Linked DNA regions of Sus scrofa: all the other regions are linked to region 1. The links are chromatin contacts, called in public HiChIP or PLAC-seq maps. All regions are on one chromosome and are shown on one strand. Each heading gives the region's core, a stretch centred on a gene start, on an enhancer-like site or on the middle of the called end of the contact. The rest is flanking DNA. Distances are from core to core; before and after follow the strand shown.

Region 1 (4,303 bases), core at 896-3,395:
GAGAATATGAGGAGGAAAATGAAACCAGCCCCAATGATCTGTTTACTCATCTCTGAAACGGGTCTATCAACCACCACCCCTGTCTGTGTACCAGGTGAGGCTCCTCTTCCACATCCTCTGCTAGAAAGACATTATGAATAATTAATGCCATTGAGGATAGCCACCTGCTAGTTAGCAAAACAACTATCAAGGGACCTTAAGAGCTGAGACCCTGAGCCCCTAACTTGCTGGTGAGCTCGCGCCAGTCACCTACTCTCTCCAGTCTTCCCTCATCTGTAAAAGGAGGGGACAGGGCAAGTGTCTCCTCTGCACCCAGTGGATGTGGGGCTCCATTATGAGCCCTCTTTACTCCCCCCTCTTACCCACCAGTCTTAGCTGGGTATTCCCTCATCTCCCTTTTAAGGGAATAGGCAAGTTTACTTTTCCCAAGCTCCAAGAAAGACATTAATTTATTTCTCCCTAAATTCACCCTTGTGAGAAAGTGTTAGCACTTAATGAATCAAATTATAGACACAAGTGTTTAAAAACCGTTTATTATGCAAAATGTTAACTTTTATAAAAAGTTTAATATACATCGCATGGTTACAGAAAGTCACCTTCCTGCAAAAAAGGTACAAAAGCTAAATACTCTATTATAGAGTTCATAATCAGGGCAACAGAGCCTTTCTCCGAGACCAGAAGACCAGCTCTACCGCTGCCTTGGCAGAGTTTGGAGTGTAGCCACCACCCCCCTACACCTCCACACACTGAAAGACAGTCTTTAAAACTTGGGGGTGGGGTGGAGGCTGCGGGAGGCCGCCCAGCTGGTGCCAGAGCTAGCTCTGGCTTTTTAGGCCACCCAAGTTCACAGTCCTTCGCTCCCGGGCGCAGGTCCAGCCTCGAGGCAGGGATTTGGGGAAGTCAAGTGGGCACGACAAAGTTGGGGCCCATCCATGCCCTAGGACTTCCGGCCGTAGAGGGTCCCAGGGTCCCAGGCGGAACCAGCGCCAGCACCTGCGTTCTGGGCGGGGGAGGAAAGAAGACCAGGGAGCCGTCAGTTTCCGCCGAGCGCGCCGAGGCGGGGGCCGTCCGCAGACTGGCCGGCGCCAGGGAGGAAACTTGGTCTCTACCTCCAGCTGATAACTCCGCGCCCCACGCTCCCCCCCGACCCAGTTGGCGCCAAAGGACCACAGGCGAGCTTGCACCACCCCTCCCTTTTGGAATTGGCACTAATTAGGAGGGGGCTGAAGAAAACATCGCTCCTTTTACCACTCCAAGCTACAAACAGACTAGCTATTTTATTTAGTCGGCACTGCGCCTATTTTCGCGCGTCTTTGGCCATGGGTAAGGCCAGGGACAACGTGCGTTTCAGGTTGAAACGGACACTGGATGGGAACTGGTTCCGTCATTCATTTGATGGGACCACGGGCAAGTCGCTTGCACCGCTCTGGCCTCGATTTCCCTAAACCGAGTGGTTAGTAATCCCGCAAAAGGCCTACTAACTCCAGGATTTGCCGTTTAAGCACGAGCCGCTTCCCCCGCCCCAGGGAGAAGGCGTGGACACTCACCTGGAAGCACCAGGACCGCCAGGTCAGTGGCAGAAGGTCGTTTGGTCATTGGAGATCACAAGTTCCGGAGCGAGCTCGGCTGTCTGACAAGAGGAAAAGAGGAGAGAGTTAAGGCATGGCACTTGGAAGTTCTCGGGGTCCCGCCGTATCCCTGCCCTGGAGCTCAGCTGAGCCCCGCCCCGGCTCCCGAGCACGCCCACGCGCACCTGGATGGGAAGATGCGGGCCGTCTGGGGGTCCGGGAGCGGGCTCGGCCAGGACCACCTGCAGGTCGAGGATGTAGTCGATGACGCGCTGCAGGATTTCCACCTGGCTAAGCTGAGTGCCTCGCGGGACTCCGGGTACCAGTTCCCGGAGACGCGAGTAGCAGTGGTTCATGTCATCAAGCAGGCTCAGGGCTCCTCAGCTGCTGGACCCTTGCCGCGGCCCCGCGCGATGGCCAGGCTGCGTTCCGATAGGCAGCACACCGCCTCGTAGCAGCCGCGGACAGGGCTCAGCGCCTTCATACTGAGGAATGAGACTGGAAGTACAGAAAAGAAGAAAAAACCCAAAGAACCCCTTAAACAGCTTGCAATGCGCGTACACGCGCCGATGTCTGCATTTATAGAGCCCGCCTGGGAGACACGCCCCTTTATGCAAAACAGCCTGCTTCGGCCCCGCCTCTGCCAACCCTGGGCGTTCACAACCCGGTTAAATTGCAAACAGGCTTCCTCTGGCAGATCTGACGCCGAATACCGCGGAGCAGCGGGTTCAAAGAATGAGGAAGCGCTGATACTGAAGAGAGGCGGGCCTCTTTGCCAGCAAGGGTTTTAAAAATCGCTTAAAACCATTAACTTCAAGAATTTGCCTTTTCCTGGCAGCGCCCCAGATCTTAGAGCTCCCCTGCCAGTCCACCCACAGCCCCACACTGGTTCGAACCCACAGTCCTCCGAGGTCATAAATCCGAACAGCAAAGAAGATTTTTTTTTTTTTAAGCAAAAGATTTTTCAAGGGAAACTTGTAAGGAATTAGTGCCGCCTTGTTCCCCAATTTGCTGTTCGTCTGACCTCCAGACTCACTGGCGTCAGGAATTATCTTGTGACCAGAGGGGGAAAAAATTAATTGCGGTGAAGCTGAGGTTACAATGAAGAAAACAGATTTGAGCTAGGCGCTGAGATTGCAGAAAGAGGGGGGGAAGGGGGTTTGAGCAAAGAACACTATTTATTCGAGCAAGGGAGGAAGAGAAAAAAAAGAAGAAGAAAGCAGCCTGAATTCGTGATTTTTCCGTGGGGAAGGAAAGGGCTCCCACTCTCTGGCCCTATGCACTCCATAAGGAGCCAGATACATGCCAGTTATGTTTTGGAAGTGAGTTTGATTAGAATTTTGGACAGAGTTTTGAATATGGGGTGACAGAGGAATGACTTCTAGATAACCTTTTTAGGAGCTCCCACTGGGTCAGTGAATCTCTTTTAACCCTCTCCTTTCTCCCTATTCTCCACATCTCTATGCAGAAAACAATAGTTTAGTAATTTCATCACCCGACTGCTTTTCTGCTATGGAAGGGCAGGCCACCTGGACTTGATTATTCTTAGTCTTGCTGAAATGGCTCCAGCTCTATCAGAAAGCCCAGGAAAGGACCAGCAGACAGGCAAGTAAGCCTCCTATTGCAACAGGACATTGTATTAGGTTTTCTTTTTTTGTCTTCTTGTTATGTCTCTGGACTTTTGGGGAATCTGAAGCATGGAAATACTGGTTTCCATCTCGGAACTGACCAAGTGGGATGCCCCCAATGGTTGCTTCCTTAATCAATTAGTTGGTAAATATTTATGGAGTCACTCCACATAAAACAGTGGCTCCTGCTCTCAAGAATCTCACAATTTGGGGAGACAAGATTAACACAGGAAACCATTAAGAGTTCTTATAGTATGTGGCACTGATTAACAGGACAATGGGAGCTCAGAGTGAGGAGAGTCTCAAAATAACCATAGTAAAAAGGACACTAGATGGGGAATTAGGAGTCCTAGATTCAACATCCTAGCTTGCCACTCATTTGTGATGTGATCTTGAACAAGCCCAGGTACTCTGGGTTTTGTTTAGTTGCCTTGTGAATAAAATGGGGAGATGATGCGAAGTGATTATTTAAAAAGCTTTCCAACTCATAAAGGGAGGTCTAACCCTTTCTGAAATTTGGACAGGCAGGTATGGGATGGTGAAGTTCAGAAAGGAGCTATAAAATATTTCCAAGTTCACACCACCACACCACCAGTAATGGCAGAGCCAGACTTGAAGTCTTGTTCTTTGCCATCATACCACAGGGCTCTGTGCCCCCAAAAAGAGGTCTTTGAAAAGATTTCTTCCTGAAATATGAATGTTTTCAAGGACCTCTTTAATATAAGAAAGAGGGTGAAAATGTCCTGTGAATGGACAAATCAGCCTATATATGCTACAGACATCAAGTGAAGAGTGTGCCAGCTATATTTGGTCATGGGGGAAGGGGAAATGGTGCCTATGAAGACTCCTGAATGACCAAGTAGAAAACCCTTTCCTTTTCTCATGCAGATTTCTGTGGTTTGTGTAAAACAGTCAAGCCCAGGTTCTATAAAAATCACGGCCTGCAGGGCCAGGCAGATTTCTGTTCAAATCCCCATTCTCTTTTACTAAGAATGGGAACTTTGGGTAAGTCACCTCTCTGTGCCTCCATTTTCCAGTTTATAAAATGGAACTAACTAGACCCACCTTATATCTTTAGCAAGGCACTTGACATGCTCTCTCTCCCTC
Region 2 (3,829 bases), core at 815-3,314, 270 kb after region 1:
CCTTTTTAGGGCCACCCCCATGGCATATGGAGATTCTCAGGCTAGGGGTCTAATTGGAGCTGTTGCTGCAGGCCTACACCAGGGCCACAGCAATGCCAGATCCGAGCTGCATCTGTGACCCACACCACAGCTCACGGCAACACCGGATCCTTAATCCACTGAGTGAGGCCAGGGATCGAACCCGCAACCTCATGGTTCCTAGTTGGATTTGCTTCCACTATGCCATGATGGGAACTCCAGATTCAACTTCTGACCAGCCCAGTAGGATGAGGGCTCAGAGTCCTATTGAACATTCTTTAATAAAAATGAACAAAAGAATGTCTTGTACACATCCGAGAGCATGGGGTAAAATGAGAAGATGCAGTGAGATGAGGAGGGAAGAGAAGAGACTGGTGCTGGAGGGCTCTGCTCAGCTGAGCTGGGCTGCCATTTCCCCACCCTAAACTGGCGTTAACCAACCAAAAGGTAAAGGACCTGCTTCACTGGCTGAGGCCCATGCCATCTCCCGGGGCCTCCCCCAATTCCTCCCTAGCCCCTCCTCCAACTCAATCCTGGTCTTCATGCCTGGAAGATGTCTGCATGCCACCCATACTAGGGCAAAACAGCCTGTGGCCTTATCTATCCTCATCTCCAATCCAGAGCAAAGGCAGGTGGGGTGAAGAACAGAATCTCCTCTGCAGCCACTCCCAATGCAGGTACCCCCATCCCGGAGCCAGCGTCATCCAGTCAACCCTCCATGAGCCTGAGTGATGGTCTCGGGCCCAGGTTTTCTTGGAAGAGAAGTGGCGTGATTTGTCTAAGGCCCTAGGGTTACTAGAGGCAGCCCTGGGGTTCACACCCAGACACTGGCCCCAGTGCACATGTGTCAGCACTACTGTTCCCTGAGTGGAACCTCCAGGGAAGTGGACCCTGGTCTTCTGAGTCTAGCGTGGACTAGACCACATTACACTACCGAGATGCCCCAACTGGGCAATCCGTGTCTCTCTGTGCCTCAGTTTCCCCATCTGTAAAATGAAGGCCAGGACTCACCAGGTGATCTCTTCGAGCCCTAGTCTTTTGGGGTTCTTTCCTGGCCACCACCTGCTATTCAAGCCTGTACCTTGTAAGGCAGGATAGCCTTGTGGTCAAAGAGTAAGTAAGCTGTGGAGCCAGATGCCGAAGTGCAAGCCCAGCACCCTCACTTCATGCCCTTGTAACATCAGGTAAGTAGCTGAGGCCCCGTCTGCCGAGCGGGGAATGATAATAGCACCTACTGTAGACAGTTGTGAGGATTAAATAAATTTAATCATGAAAGGCCCTTAGAGTAGCACCTGGCACATGTGAGGCTGTCTGCGGGCTGTGAGCATCACCTTCTATCCTAACTTTGATAGACATGAAAGCCGAGGGCTGATTCTTGACCTGTCTGAAGGTAGGGATTGGACCAGCCCTGTGCCTTCCAGTGCTGGCCCTCAAAAACCTCAGGAGGCCTCACGGGACATCCATCTCCTGGCCCCTGGCAGGCCCACCCAGCTTCTCCCAACCCTGGAGGGAAGGGGTAAGTTAAGAACACAGGTTTTCTGCAATGAGGAAGGATCCCCAAATAAAACAGCAAGAGGGAGTTCCCGTCGTGGCGCAGTGGTTAACGAATCCGACTAGGAACCATGAGGTTGCGGGTTCGGTCCCTGCCCTTGCTCAGTGGGTTAACGATCTGGCGTTGCCGTGAGCTGTGGTGTAGGTTGCAGATGCAACTCAGATCCCAAGTTGCTGTGGCTGTGGCGTAGGCCAGTGGCTACAGCTCTAATTCGACCCCTAGCCTGGGAACCTCCATATGCCGCAGGAGCGGCCCAAGAAATAGCAACAACAACAACAAAAAGACAAAAAAAAAAAAAAAAAAATAAAAAAAAAAATAAAACAGCAAGAAAAACTACTCACCGTTGTTTGTGGCTGAGCTCCCTGACCCTGCTGGGTGTTGAGGAGTCCTGGCAGTTGTGTGGCTAAAGCCTGGCCCTAGGGCCCAGCCAGAGCTCCTGTTGGACTGCTGCCCCCAAACCAGCTGTCTCTTGCTTTTGCTTTCTCACAGATGAGTGAGTGTGGCCTTCCGTCCCTGTCACAACTTCCCCTCTGGGTCCCCAGTGCCACAACGTTCTTGCCCTTGGAGTTGAACTGTTTTTCATGGGGATCTCTGACCAGGGTATTGTCCTTGGAGCTGCGGGATTTGGGTTCTAATCCAGCCAGTTCTTATGACCTTAAGCAATTCACTTAACCTCCCTAAACCTTAATTTCTTCATCTGTAAAATGGGGATAAGGCACTAGCCTGGTACAGATCACCTAGAATGACATTCCATACGAATGCCTCTACCCCTCCAGATCAGAGCTTTGAACCAGATGCATTCAGGCACCAGGCAGATAACATAAATGGGTGAAGAGTGCCGGTGTGGGGCACCAGGGAGTGGTGCAGGCTGTGGGGAATGGGGAACACCCCTCTCAGCTCCAGGGAAGCCTAGCCCCTGGGGAGTGCAGGCCCAATTGCCAATGGTCAAAGCATTTGAAAGATGGGCCACATTTTCCGAGACTAGAAATCCTGACTTTTATGTAGTGGCTTCCAGTCTTAGAAGGTTGCCCACAAAGTCAAATCTTTAAAAATACTGTGTAGGGGAGTTCCCCTGGTGGCTCCGTGGGTTAAGAACCCGACTCGTATCCATGAGGATGTGGGTTTGATCCTTGGCCTCGCTCAGTGGGTTAATGATCTGGCATTGCATGAGTTATGGTGTAGGTCGCAGGTGCCGCTTGGATCTGGCGTTGCTGTGGCTGTGGTGTAGGCCAGCAGCTATAGCTCTGATTTGACCCCTAACGTGGGAACTTCCATATGCTGCAGATATGGCCCTAAAAAGACAAAAAAAAAAAAAAAAGAAAGAAAGAAAAGGACTGGGAATCTGGGAATCTGGGTTCCAGGGTGGTTCTGCCACTGCCTGGCTATGTGATAAGTTACTTCCTTTGGCCTCGATTTCCCTACTCCTAAAATGATAGGTGCTTCTGCAACGTCCAATGGATCTGAATCACCTGAAGGGCTTGTGAGAACAGATTGCTGGCCCACACCACCCCAAGTTTCTGACCAAAGTATTGTGGGGCGAGACCCGGGAATCTGAATTCTTAACAAGTTCCCAGGTGATTCTGTTGGTCCTTGGACACATATTCGGCAGCACTAGACAAGATGATGGTTAAGGGCCCTTTTTGCTCAGTTGGTCCAGAATCTCCAAGTCTCCTGGGTACCCTGGGTAGGGCTGATGGGACCCACACAGGAAGTCTGTTCTCCTTTTCCCCACGGGAGCTTAGTTGCACCTGCATGGGATGGTCAGGCGTCAGTTTTCTCAGTTCCTAGCGGACAGTCGGCTTCCCCAGTCCTTGTTCTGTGAGATGCTGCCATCTACTGGATGCATCTGCCCATGGTTGGGCCCAGAGCACCACCACACTTGGGGCCTGATTGAAGAATGAAACTTCCTGGGCGGTATCTCTCCCGTCAAGCCTCAAGGAGGCAGCTTCAGTAACATCTAGGCCCTCTGAACTGTTCAGATGACTCAGTTTCCAACATAGATGCTGGCGCCTGAATTAATTTGGGACAATGAGAACAAAATGCTCTGGCAAGCAATGTGAGATATTCTCATCAAACTGTTGCTATTTTCTGCTTTTAAAAACCTGACATACCATTATCTTAATTTACTAAATGCAGATATTGGTGGTGATATTTAAGTGGACATGTATTTGTGTATATTTACAAATTTTTACTCCAAGCATCCTTTTAGATGGCTGCATAAGGCAGGCTTAAAACATGGTGATTCACTTAACAAATTGG
Region 3 (4,392 bases), core at 1,617-4,116, 300 kb after region 1:
GAGGGGCCTCAGATTGTAGAGCAGGCTCTGGAGTCTCAGTGTGTGGCTTTCAGCTTTAAACTATCTGAGCCTCAGATTCTTCATCTGTACCGAGGAGATAAAAATAGCACCTATCCCGTAATTTGTGAAAATTAAATGATGCAAGCAAAACTATTTGGCATAAGGCAAAGAGAGGCGGAGTAAGTATCCAATACATCATGTGTGTGTTTGTAAGCATCCAGTCCACTGCCTGTGTGTTTCTACATATAAGATTTCAAGAGCGATTGGAGTTCCTGCTGTGATGCAATGGGGTCTGTGGTGTCTCTGCAGCAGTTTAAGCTGCAGCTGTGGCATAGGTTGCAAGTGCAGCTCGGATCTGACCCCTGGCCAGGGAACTCCATGTGCCTCAGGGTGGCCAAAAAAAACCCAGAAAAACCAAAAAGATTTGGAGAGCAATTTAATTCTGTAATACAATTCGAGGCCAGTGAAGTGTTGTTGTTTAAAACACACACGCACAATAAAAATTTTTAAAAAAGTAACACAATCAGATCCATGAAGGTAGAAAGGAGAGAGAGGGGAAAGTGTAGGAGGGACTACTTTGAAAGATATTTGGAAAATGATAATAAAAAAGAATTAGGGAAAAGAAAGTGCCTAGACTGAAGCTAGACTGTTCATTTTACAAACCACAATATTAAAAATACATTGCAAGGGTCTTTTCTGTCTTGAATCCATTAAATACAGCTTGGCTATAATCTGGCCAGATGTCTAAAGCAGCTTCTTCAATTTTTAGGAAATAGATTATACTTTTAGTAATTTAGCAGTTGTTTACTGTATACATCTAATTTGACTATAATAATTACCATCACAAAGTCCCACGCTCAAAAATATTTCTTCTCTTCTACACGTTTCACCAAATTAATTTGATTAACAAACTCCTCTTTTAAAATGCAGTTGCTTAAGTGGTTTTCTTAAGAAGTCTTAAGGTTGCAGGCTTGGCTTGGATCCTGCGTTTGCTGTAGCTGTGGTGTAGACCGCAGCTCTGATTCGCATCCCTAGCCTAGGAACTTTCATATGCTGCAGATGCAGCCCTAAATTAAACAAACAAAAACAAAAACCAAGAAATCTTATTAAAGTCCATGGCTAGAGAACCTGGGGGTGGGAGATGATGGTAGCAGAAAAACTGAAGCTAATAAGACTAATTATGTGGGACTTATTAAAAGCATATATAAATCCTGTGACAAAAATGCTCATATGGGAGTTCTCTTGTGGTGCAGCATATTAAAAATTCTGCCTTGGAGTTCCTGTCATGGCTCAGCAGAAACGAATCTGACTAGTATCCATGAGGACACAGGTCTGACCCTGGCCTCACTCAGTGGGTTAAGGTGAGCTGTGGTGTAGCCCCAGGGATCTGGCACTGCTGTGGCTGTGGTGTAGGCCGGCAGCTACAGCTCTGATTTGACCCCTTGCCTGGGGACCTCCATTAGCCTAAGGTGCGGCAGGAAAAAGACAAGACTAAAAAACAAACAAAAAATCCTGCCTTGTCACTGCAGCAGCTAGGGTCACTGCTATGGAGCAGGTTTGATCCTTGGCCAGGGGAACTTCCACATACTAGAGGGCAAGGCCAACAGAAAAAGCCCAGGGAGTTCCTGCTATGGCCCAAGGGGATGGGCAGGCTGTCTCTGCATTGCCAGGATGCAGGTTGGATCCCCAGCTGGATACAGTGGGTTAATGGATCTGGTTAAAGGCTTGGATCTGACCCCATGAGGTGGCAAAACCAACCAACAAACCAAAAAACTCCTATGTTCATAGAAACTGTTGTTCTCTTTTAAAATACGAGCCTTGGGTTGCTTATCCATTTATTCCCAAGAAGTTGTCCTTTTCCTCTTTGCTGCACCTCACTGGCAAACGAACTTAACTCTTTTCTCCTCCCTTTATTTACACACTGCAGAAAGGGTTATAAGTAAGGGAACTCTCCTCTCAACAAACTCTTCTTGGGGCACTTACAACGTACTCTGTGTTCAGAGAAACGAAACCCTGCTTTGCCCCCTGCCCAACCCCACCCGGAGGATGTGTGCGCGGGAACTCGCGGACAAGTAGCTACCACATAGTGTGATTGAAGTTCAAGACCAGTCAGACACAAAGGAGGAACTGATTAACTTGACCCGCACGTGCGTCGGAAACGCCTTCACAGAAGAGGTAGCTTCTTAGAATTTCGAGGCTGGGGGCCAGGGGGGCGGGAAGGAACCGCAAGCTGGGGCGCTGGCGTGACCGAGAAACAGAGAGGGAGGAGTGTCTGGACTAAGTGGCCAGGGGCCAGCCTCGGAAAGCAACTTTGATCAGTATCTTCCATGTGTAAGAGATCGGTTACTCGGCTCAGTGAACTTAACTCGGGAACTCAACGCCCCCTCCAGTGACTCCCCATGGCCCGGAACCCACTTGGTTCCGAGTGCCACGGGACCCACTGGCCGGACAGCGCGGGAGGAAGCCGCTGTTCCAGTGGGCGGCCGACGCCCTTCTCCCCGGAGCCGCTTGCGCGCGGCTCTCGGACCCTGGAATCGGCGCGAGGGGCTGGTGCTGGCCGCGACTTGGGGTGTCGGACGGGGCCTGGTGGGCTTCTCCCGGAAGGGGCTGGTGTCACTCGGGGGCCCGAGAAAGGGCGGCAGCCGGGGCCCGCAGCGGTCTTTCCCGACATGCTCTTCTCGAGGAGTATTTGAAACCCTCGGCCACAGCCACCTCCCCTCCCTCGGCCCCGTCGGGCCCCAGCAACAGGCGGCGGCCCGCGTGTCATTGGCCGGGCCGCGCGAAAGCGTGTTTTGATTGGCCGCCGCGCTTCCCGGCCCAGCTTCTGCGCTCACTGTCGCCTCCATTTTGTCGGTAGAGGCAGAAGGAGGAGGTCGGCCGGGACGTTAAGGTGGCCTGCAGCAGGCTCGTCGGTGCCCGTTGGCTTCGCTCGTTCCGTGCCTCGTCTCTCCCTGGAAGGGGAGGGGGGCTTCGACGCCGAGCAGGATCCGCCGCTGTCGTAGTCCCGAGCTTGAAGTCGGTGAGTGGCGGGCGCGGCCATGTTGGCGGCCGCGCTCCCCATTGTTGGGGGTAGGAAGTCAGATCCAGTGCCCGGCGGGCGCAGGCGGCGGGGAAGACCGGGTTCCCCGGCCGGGCCCGAGCAACGCGGAGCGGCTCGGAAACCCAGCCACATCGGAAGAGCCGAACTTTCCAGGCTCTTGTTGGGAATGACTCACGATCCGGGAATTCGTAGTTTCTTTAGGGCTGTTAAAATAGTCTGGAAGGGCCTCTCGCTCTTTCAAAAAAAAGAGGGCTTATTATTTATATGGTGACTTGGTTTCTTGGAATAGCAAACGAAATCTTGAATGTTTAATGTTCCTGATAGGCATTTTCATACATATTAGATGGGACAGTGACTTCAGTTATGGCTTGTGGAACTTCTTTTAAAATGGGGAGGAGTCAAGAGTTCAAAACTAAAGGAAACGCTGCATCACGTAAACCTGTTTGGAGAGGAGGCTTTGTGGAAACGGATGTGTAATGTGTGCAAAGATTGGAAAGTAATGGTGAGACTTTAAAAACATAGCTTCTTTAGGAAACACAGTTTAAGCCCATTTCTTGGCATGGCTGTGAAAGTTAATGCTTCTGTGGTTTGACTGGTTTTGGTCACAGAATCCGTGTGAGAATCTGAAAAGTTCCTAGAAAAAAGATACAACTTATTGAGAGGTCTGGCGGACACCCTTCCCCAATTCCTTATGAGTTCCTGGATCTCAAGGCTTAGAAGAGTTCTTAGATGATGACAGTTCTAAGGTCAAAGCCATCTTTAGAGACATTATTTTCTGCCTTTTAATTAGGAAGTAGCCATTTAACTATTTCTGTAGCAAATAATAAATGATCGCTTTCTCCTGTTTAACACGTGAAATAATTTAGAAATCTTTGCTTTTTAGCTAGGACTTCTCTCAAGGTTGTGTGCTGAGGAGACTCAGATGTTGGCCTCAGTTCCTAGGCTGAACTCAGCAGATCGGCCCATGAAAACTTCTGTATTGAGACAAAGGAAAGGATCTGTCAGAAAGCAACATCTCTTATCCTGGGCTTGGCGGCAAGGAAGAGGACAGGTGGTGGAAATCCTGCAATCTGAAAAGCAGACTGAAAGGTATCCAAGACTTCATGTTGAAATGGGGCAGACATTTTTATGGACTCATCCTAAACTGTTTAAGTAGAGGATCATACCAATTTGTAAGTTCATTTTTCTCAAGAAGTAACAAAGGCTGTGCATATGAAGTGTGGGCATTGTAATTAAGTAAAAAGCAGCTGAATAGCACATCTTTGAGTCTTCACCAAGGTTTCTGGGGTTACAAGTTGTGACTACTGAAGTTTTTTTAAAGTTTTAAACTATCTTAAGTGGAATTTTACTTA

Evidence for each region. HiChIP or PLAC-seq counts read pairs in DNA pulled down with a chosen protein or histone mark.
Region 2: an H3K27ac HiChIP or PLAC-seq map of skeletal muscle shows a contact between it and region 1, with 4 times the contacts expected there. The contact joins the promoter of CNR2 here to the promoter of ID3 in region 1. A contact is called at or near these places in 2 of 47 Hi-C or Micro-C datasets (epiblast stem cells and skeletal muscle) and 2 of 2 datasets of contacts at active chromatin or transcription factors (alveolar macrophages and skeletal muscle).
Region 3: a contact with region 1 is called in an H3K27ac HiChIP or PLAC-seq map of alveolar macrophages. The contact joins the promoter of PNRC2 here to the promoter of ID3 in region 1. A contact is called at or near these places in 3 of 47 Hi-C or Micro-C datasets (heart right ventricle, liver and skeletal muscle) and 1 of 2 datasets of contacts at active chromatin or transcription factors (alveolar macrophages).

What each region holds. Positions count from the first base shown.
Region 1 is chr6:81,422,024-81,426,326 of Sscrofa11.1, forward strand. It overlaps ID3 (inhibitor of DNA binding 3, HLH protein), which reads right to left and starts at 2,146. Exons shown (of 4, transcript NM_001243602.1): 1 at 1,945-2,146; 2 at 1,754-1,942; 3 at 1,548-1,630; 4 at 518-1,000. The coding sequence starts at 2,052. The coding sequence ends at 1,571.
Region 2 is chr6:81,690,486-81,694,314 of Sscrofa11.1, forward strand. It overlaps CNR2 (cannabinoid receptor 2), which reads right to left and starts at 2,065. Exons shown (of 2, transcript XM_021095532.1): 1 at 1,912-2,065.
Region 3 is chr6:81,720,060-81,724,451 of Sscrofa11.1, forward strand. It overlaps PNRC2 (proline rich nuclear receptor coactivator 2), which reads left to right and starts at 2,867. Exons shown (of 3, transcript NM_001244508.1): 1 at 2,867-3,019; 2 at 3,924-4,129.